2 separate regions of the Sus scrofa genome follow, and region 2 is linked to region 1. Evidence: chromatin contacts called from public Hi-C data. All regions are on one chromosome and are shown on one strand. Each heading gives the region's core, a stretch centred on a gene start, on an enhancer-like site or on the middle of the called end of the contact. The rest is flanking DNA. Distances are from core to core; before and after follow the strand shown.

The links. A called contact is a pair of places that touch in the nucleus more often than the background predicts.
Region 2: a contact with region 1 is called in a Hi-C map of liver, with 2.2 times the contacts expected there. The contact joins the enhancer-like site here to the promoter of FAM107B in region 1. A contact is called at or near these places in 2 of 5 promoter capture datasets (fetal liver and liver), 10 of 47 Hi-C or Micro-C datasets (alveolar macrophages, blood, brain and 6 more) and 1 of 2 datasets of contacts at active chromatin or transcription factors (alveolar macrophages).

The regions. Positions count from the first base shown.
Region 1 is chr10:47,138,995-47,143,279 of Sscrofa11.1, forward strand. It overlaps FAM107B (protein FAM107B), which reads left to right and starts at 1,782. Exons shown (of 4, transcript XM_021064842.1): 1 at 1,782-1,992.
Region 2 is chr10:47,212,498-47,216,782 of Sscrofa11.1, forward strand. The region is part of intron 2 of FAM107B (protein FAM107B); the gene reads left to right. Among named protein-coding and RNA genes, the nearest start is that of FAM107B, 74 kb to the left of the region's middle. Within about 2 kb of position 2,049, at least 5 of the 83 cell types and tissues checked have an H3K27ac peak or open chromatin away from gene starts, as enhancers often do. A contact at or near this core is called in liver, where this site is marked.

The sequences.
Region 1 (4,285 bases), core at 532-3,031:
TCTGTGGTGCAGTGGGATTAGTGAAAATCCTGGGATATGGATTCCATCCCAGGACTGGCACAGTGGGTAAAGGATCCCCCGTTGCCACAAGTGCAGCTTAGTTTGCAAATGGCTTGGATTTGATTCCTGGCCCAGGAACTCCATGTGGCCAACCACCTCACCCCCAAACTTGCGTGCTGCTCTATGGGGTACTGTAGGAGTGAGCTTGAACTTGCATGCCGGTCTATGGGGTACTGTAGGAAGGAGCTTGAACTTGGTCATGTAGTAGGACTTGGACTTGGGCACGCATTAAAGGGTTTTAAGAACAGATTTGCATTTGGGAAATTCACGGGGGAAGCAGTTTGGAGGAAAAGCATTTGTGAGATTGAAGGCTAGGAACAGTTGGGAGGCTACTGCTAGAGTGCAGTGGTAGACCCTAAAGGGCAACTGTGGCAGAGCTGGGGGGATGGGGGTGTGGGGCAGGGGTGGGGGTGGCTATGGAGGCATCACCTAGTATGTGCAGGACTTGAAATTGACTCTCATGTGGAGAGTGGGGAGAAAATCTAGGTTGGATCCCAGGTTCTGGTTTTGGTAGCTGGTGGACCCATTGTCAAGAATAGAAACAACACAACTCAGAATGGGAGAGAAGTAAGACTTGTGGGAAACTTGTGGATAAAGTTCATACAGGTGCGTTTCTTGGGCTGGGAGGGAACTCCTCTTTCTAAATCCTGTGGCAGGTGACCCCACTCCTCAGTGGGCTTCAGGCCTGGGGATGACCAGGGTCTTAAAGTGCTGTGGCCTGAAAGCATCTTTGGACTAAGTCATTTGTTTGCTGAAATTCATAATTGATAGGACTTTTCTGTGTGATCATGACCCAAGCTGTTTCAGTCAGAAAAGCTTCCCCATAAATCAGCCCTTATTCATCTGTTGCCAAGAAAATTAAAAAGCTTTTGATCTAAAAATCCATTACCTGCTGTCTTTACTGTTTGTGACTTTGAAACAGATATCTCTCATTTTTGTACCTGCTGTGATTCGGGTAGATTGTAATCTAAGAATCTTAGGGTTGGGCAGAGAAGCCATTTGCTGTAAGAGCGCTGAGAAAAACGAATATCAGAGGGGGAAAAAAAAGAGGTAAAACAAACCCTTTTCTCCTTTTGCACAAGTTTAAATCTCCAATTACCCTTTGATGAGCGGGGGAGGGGGAAGAATCTGAGCAAATTCCTCTGTCACTGGGTTTCAGGCTATGGTTTGACAGTAAATGTGAACCATTTCAACAAATTTGATGCGTCTCCTCCTCATTCCCTTTGAGTTTGCTTCGGTCACGTCTTGGCAGAATTTAAATGGGGACAGCCTCTCTGAATGTTACAGGCGCGGAGTGGAGGTGGAGACCAGACACCCACCAGCCAAACGCTCCCGCGAACTCGTGTGTGTGTGTGTGTGTGTGTGTGAGAGAGAGAGAGAGAGAGAGAGAGAGAGAGAGACAGAGACAGACAGAGAGAGAGATCTTTAATCGTGGGTCCCGCAAACGCGTGCCTGCCGCCTTTAATTTCCCATTTCGCTCTCACTCATCCGGTGACACTCAGCTGTTGTTGTTGTTGTTGTTTTTTTCCCTTCCAATATTCCCTCTCCTGGGAGAGTTTCCGAAGCCAACCAGCCTAAAACCAGATAAGGAAAACCTCCCGGAACCTAATCCGCGAGACTCTCCCAGCACAGTCCCCCCGAGGCCCGGGTCCCGAGCACCGAGCTTCAGCCAGCGCGGCGGGGCGTGTCCGGGGCGTGTCCGAGGGCGTGTCATCAGCAGACTCGCCCCACCCTCTCCCCGCCCCGTCGCTTAATTCGGACGCGCGGGGCCGCCGGGTGTGAAAGAGCCGCCCTGCGCCGGACTGGCAGTCGCCGACGCCGTTTGAGCCGCCGCCCGCGCCGCCTCCGTCCGCCTATAGCCGCCGGGCGCCTCCGTGGACGCCCGGAGCGAGCGCCGGGAAGGGCGCCGCGCGCCTTTGTGCGCGCGCAGAGGTGGGTTTGCCTCCCGCACTTACTTTGCACACAAAGACTAGGAGCTCGGGGGAGGCGGGGTGCCCGCCGGGGCCACTGCGCGGCCGCCCGCCCTGCCTCGACTCCCGACCTGAGGGTCTCCGGGGCAGGAAGGGTCGCCGGGCTGCCCCTCCCGGCCTGCCCTGGGGCGGGAGGGTCCCTGTACGCGCGCGAGGACTGCACGCCGGGCGGTGGGCGTGCGAGGAGCCCGGGGCCACCCAGCGCCGTACCGGGGGCGGACGCGGGGCGCGGGCCCGGGGCGTGGCGGGGGGTCACGCGCAGTGGTTCTGGGAGCCCCGGGGTGCGGGGTAGCCGGGGGACGCCGCGAGGGAGGCGAGCCCCGGCGGCCACACTGCTCGGCTTATTGTTGCTTTCTCGGCCCTGAAAATGGAGAGACCCTGCCTGGAGCGGGGATGCGCTGCCCACCCGGTGCGCCGCACACGGCCAGATGCCGAGCCCTGGGCGCTGGGTTCGCCCCTCGCTGCCCGGGCGCAGCCGAGCCTCCGCCTGGGCAAACAAAGGAGGGGCTGCGGGGGGCCGGTTTGCCCCGCTGGTTTAAAGGTGACCCGGGCACTGTTTCCAAACAGTCTGCAAGTAACTTTTCCGTATTTGCTTCCTCTCCGCTTTTGCTCCTCCAGTGAACCCACTAAGTTGGGTGGACTCTGCACCCAAGTCCTAAAATTTTGATTCTCCTAACTTCTCTCCAAACATCTTCAGGTTCCTCACGGACGACGCGGATGCGTCGGGCCAGGTTTTGACAGGCTGTGTAGGGGATGGTAGCAGTCCCTCTGAAATGTGAAAAGGAATCCCGTTGAGGATAAATTACAGATCTTAGTCTCTGCAGCAAATCAAGATACCATACCCTCTCAGTGACCATAAAGCAAAGTTATTTGATTAAAGTGGGTGTGATATTAAAATAAATACAGAAAACGGGGGTGAGGCCTGTTAGACTTGCTAACAGGTTCTTGGTTTCTCCTCCGGACTCGTTCCCCCTCCAGCACTTTGGAGATTTTAGCTGTCCAAGTTGCCTTAAGTTGAAATAGTATCTGGAATTCCTGTCTAGAGATTTCTTAGTGCTGGTAGTTTCCAGTTTAAAACTTTTAAGTATAAAATTATATATGTTTATTAAAAATTTCCAAAGAAATATAGGAGGAAAAAGTCACTCAAATACTCAACCACCCAAACATACCCTGAGGATAAAGGCATCTTTGCTTCATTTATGGCGTGACAGCCGTTGTGAATGTGTGTGTGTGTGTGTGCGTGTGTGAATAAATGAGAGTTACTGATTATTAATCTTTATCACTCACATCAATCTAATTTATGATCTCTAATAGCCATAGTCTTCAACAGTGGCTTGCCAACAAGTTGTTTGAAATATATTTCCTTGTAGCCTGGCAAATAACCACCTGTACAGAAGGGGGAGGGAAGAAGTAGAAAAAACAATGCAAGTTCCACTTAAAATGGAAGAATGTAATACGACAGAAACATTGAAAATAATATTCTTTGGATTTTAGGAGTGGTTTGGGGTTGACTTTTTAAAATTTAATTTCTTTTATTTTTTAAAATGTTTTTAAATTATAGTTGATTTACCGTGTTTCTTCAATTTGTTGTACAGCAAACTGAACCAGTCATATACAAATCCCTCTGCTGTACAGCAGGAGTCCATTGCCTCTCCATTCCAGAGGTAACAGTTTGCATCCACCAACTCCAAACTCCCTGTGTGTCCCACTCCTTCCCACCCCTGAGTTTTTTTAAAAATAAAGGTAAGCCTTTCAGCTTTAAAATTATTTAAAATAGAATGGTATTCTGAGATTCTTGAGAATTATACCATGGAAAGGAGCTCTTTTCATAGAACAAGGCATAGCAGTGGTTTTGTAGGTGGTGACATGATTGCTTCTAAAAGACCTTGCATTGAGAAAGTAAAATAAGAAGGGTTTTCCTATGAGTAGTGGGTAGTTTTGAGGGTGTGTATTCGGTGAAAAACAAAAACAGAGAACACTTTGCTCAACCCGACATTGGGCCCCTGACGGCTTCTGTCATCACATTTATCTTCCACTTGTAAAATTGACCAACGTTGAATTTCTCCTGTTTGCAAAGTCACAAAGAGGCCTTGGAGACAAGTGTTTAGAACTTCTAGATTGAGCATTAGAATGATGCAATACTTTTTGAAGTTAGAAGATTTTGCAAGAAGGAAGTTGTGGTTGTGTGCTGTCAGGTGCAGTCTTTGTTCCTGTTTCTAACGGGGCTCCTTAATCTGCATGCGTGCTTGGTGGGG
Region 2 (4,285 bases), core at 799-3,298, 74 kb after region 1:
AAACATTTTAAAAATATTCTTTTTCTTTATGGTTTGTCATAGGCCGTTGAATATACTTCCTTGTGCTGTACAGCAGAACCTTGGGGATTAACCCCTCATGTGCACTTGCGGACCCCAGCCTCCTGCTCCATCCCCCTCCCTCCACCCTCCCCCTTGGCAACCCCAAGTCTGTTCTCTGGGTCTGTGGGGCTGTTTTATAGACAGGTTCATTCGTGTCATGTTTTAGATTCCACATATAAGTAATATCATAGGTGTTTATTTCTTGACCATATTTAAAGCTTCCTTATTCCCTTAGCAGACTCAAGCCAGGGAGGCTGACTGTAGGCTCAGCTGATGCCGCCAGGGTTACTCAGGGTTCTGTGGTCCCATGTCTCCTTATCGCTCTCTCTCTCTCTCTCTCTCTCTTTTTTTTTTTTTTTGCTTTTTAGGGCTGCACCCTAAAGCTATATGGAAGTTCCTAGGTTAGGGGTCGAATCAGAGCTACAGCTGCCAGCCTACGCCACAGCCACACCAGATCCGAGCTGCATCTGCCACCTACACCACAGCTCACAGCAACACCAGATCCCCGACCTGCTGACCAAGGCCAGGGATTGAACTCACATCCTCTTGGATACTAGCTGGATTCGTTCCTGCTGTGCCACAATGGGAACTCCACAAGTCTCATTCTCAAGTGGATGCATGTTTTAAATTTTGTATGGAAGGGACTGGATTAAGGATGAAAGAGGGTGTCCTGGGTCAAAAGGAAATGAATACATTATTTCTTAGATTTGTGAAAATTCTGAATTTTCTCCATCACTTGGAGAAATGTGACTCAGATGCTGTCCTGTTCAACATGTGTAGAATGGCAGAGAGAAGTCTGTAGGACCACATGAGATGTAACAGTAGGTCAGGACCCTCTTTCTTGTGTTTGCGTTGGTTTTTACATTACATTTGTAGCATTTTAAATTATGACTATCATCCTTTTTTTTTTTAAGAGGAGCAAAACATTTACCCCCTATCAGCTTAGTAAAAACCATTTGTTAGTTTCATATGTCAGGCATCATTTTGGGTGTTGGGTTTGGTGTACTCTGTTTTTTGGGTTTTTTTGCCATGTCCATGGCATACAAAAGTTCCTGGGGTGGGGGTCAAACCAGAGCCATAAGAGTGACAACTTAAGATCCTTAACCCAATGAGCCACAAGAGACTAGGACTATATAAGGTCCTAAAATGGCCACAGAATTGGGAGGCGTCCTTCCTGGAAAACCATGCTTGCACTTTGGTGAGAAGACTGGGGTGGGGAGTGTGTGTGTGTGTGTGTGTGTGTGTGTGTGTGTGTGTTAATAAACGCCAAGAGGAAATAGCTAGATGGTTTTCTTTCTTTCTTTCTCTCTCTTTTTCTTCCTCCCCCCCTTCCTCTCTTTCCTTTTTTTTTTTTTTTTGCTTTTAAGGGTCGCATGTGCAGCATAAAGAAGTTCCCAGGCTAGGGGTCAAATCAGAGCTATAGCTGCTGGCCTACACCACAGCCACAGCAATGTGGGATCTGAGCCTCATCTGTGACCTACACTGCAGCTCATGGCAGTGCTGGATTCTTAACAGCTGAGCGGGGTCAGTAATTGAACCCACGTCCTCTTGGATGCTAGTCAGGTTCGTTATTGCTGAGCCACAGTGGGAACTCCAGCTGAATGGTTTTCTGAACGAGATGGTTTTCTCACTGTCTTCACCTCTTGGGACTCAGTCCCCTTTCCTGTAAAATAGGAGTAAGAGACTTAGTTAATCTCTAAGAGATATTCTAGCTCAAACTGTTGTTGGTTTTTTTGGTTTGATTTTTTTCTATTATATCTAGGAAAAGGCTCCCTGTCAAAATAGAGGCAAAGGTAAATCAAAATTGGCAGAGGAGTTGCTCTTTGAACTCGAGGCCATAGACAGTTCTGTAGAAATGGATTTAGTAGCCTGGGTCCTGTCGCTGTAAAACATTACAGTTTTGTGCAGTTGAACCTGTTCCAGATTACCCAGAGGAGGCCTGTTCTGTGAAAGTGGAGAAAAAGGGATTGGGGCTGGGAGAGGGAGACAGAGCTGAGATCCACACAGAAAAAGCTTCCGTGGAGCCTTGTTACCTTTGCTCTGTGTGGCCTTGAATTTGGCTCAAAGCCCTGTAGCATTTCAGAGTCGTTTGCGTCTCTCCCTAGAGATGAGAGGATAAAAGTGGAGTCACTTCTTATCACCGCAGAGGAGAGCCTGTTCTCATAGCTTTTCTGAGATTGTGGCCTGCAGTCTTTGAAGTATACCATACATCTTTCGTTCCCAGCTAAGTTTCAGGGTAAAAGTCATTAAATCTTGATCTGGTCACAGTTTGCCTCCAGGTCTAACTATTTGACCCTTTGTCTTAATAGTTCTTAGAGTCTTTAGGTGTCCCTGGTGGCATACAAAGACAGATTGCAATAGGCATTCTTTTTTGTAGGTAAAAGAGTAGTGTTCAAGAGGTCTTAAAAAATAAGAATATTTCAAATATTATTTAGAGAGAGTCTTTCTTCTCTAAAAACAGTACTTTTGGAGTTCCCTGGTGGCCTGTTGGTTGAGGATGCATTGTCATTGCTATGGCCTGGGTTCGATCCCTGACCCAGGAACTTCTGCGTGCCATGGGTGCGGCCACAAAAAATAAATAAATAAAAATAAAAAGAGTTCTTTGGGGGCAAATATAGAATACCCAGCCATTCTCCATCTCTGCCATTGGTTCTTTGGCTTGTGTGTTTCCCTTGACAGTTTCTGGGTCCCTGTGTTTGCAGTTGCCCTTCAGTTGGTGTGCTTTGCTAGACAGATAGTTCCTCAATGAATACTTATTGCTATACCACATGGAAAGAATATGGCAAGTTGAGGTAGAAATATTTGCATTTGATCTACACAGATAGAAATGGCTCAGTCAGAAATGTAGAGGGAGGGGCAGGCCAGACCAGAAGATTCTAGGATTCAAGGTTAAGGGCTTGAAACCCAAAGGCAGCTCTCCTCCTCCCCCTAAGGGAAAAAAAAAAAATCAGGCCAAAAGTTGTTAGGTTGGGTGGGCAGGGGAGGGGAGTGTGTGGGGATATTGGGCCTGCCTCTCCCTCTGCTCTTGGAGAAGGAGGTGATTTGCCTCCTACTGTTTCAAGTGTGGAGTGGAGGTGGGGCAGGAGTGAACGTGGACCATTCCTCTCGGCCCCTGAATGCATTCAGTGGTTTATGTGACCTGGGAAACGGATCTTTAAAAGTTGCCTGTACGTTTTCATCATTGTTGGAGGGAATATAAATTGTCTCGGCCTGTTTGGAAAGCAGTTTGGCAGCAGGCTTCCCAATCCAATGCGTGCAGATGCTTAGCCAGCAGTTCCGCTTCTGTGAACGCAGCCAGCAGAAGTACTCGTATAGGACAAATGTAAGTGAACAGGAAAGTTCTCGCCTCATTGCGTTCAGCAGGGAGCCGTAGCAAACAACCTAAGTGTCTTTCATCATGGGCTCGGCAGAAATTTGGCAGTGCTGTACTCTGATGTCCTGTGCAGACGGTTAAGTGAGGCAGAGCCCTATTCATAAAGGTATAGATGGGAGGTCCCGTCGTGGCTCAGCGGTTAAGGAATCTGATGAGGATCCATGAAGATGCAGGTTCGATCCCTGGCCTCACGCAGTATGTTAAGGATCTGGCGTTGCCGTGAGCTGGGGTATAGGTCAGAGACTCGGCTTGGATCTGGCGTTGCTGTGGCTATAGTGGAGGCTGGAGGCTACAGCTTGGATTCAACCCCTAGCCTGGGAACCTCTATATGCTGTGGGTGCAGCCCTAAAAAAATAAAAAAATAAGTAAATAGATAAAATAAAGGTATAGATAATACTGAGGAGCACAGGCTAAACTGTGTTATCTATGGGTGCAGGAACGGGGAGCCATCCATGGGTGCAGGTACAATTTTGGGGGCCACTGTTCATGTAGAACACAGCGCAAGTGGCGCGTCCAAGATATGTATAACAGAGTTGGCGTGTGCTTTGACTTTTTATTTTGCATGTGTGTATATATCGCCTAATCTTTTTTTTTTTTTTTATTGCAAAGAGCACTTACTAATTTAAAAAATCAACTTGGCCCACTGTAATAGTCGGAGGAAGTGTTTTGGGAATAACTGTTGTCTTGAGTGGTGCAAAGCCTCCAGGCCTTGAGCAACTGTCAATCATAAAGGGTCTGGAAGTTCCTGTTGATTGTGTATTGATTAGAGAAAATCAGCTGTTGTCATACCAAGACTGATGCTGTCATTTTTATGAAATTTGGAGCTTGTTTCTGTCTGCCTACACTCTCTCT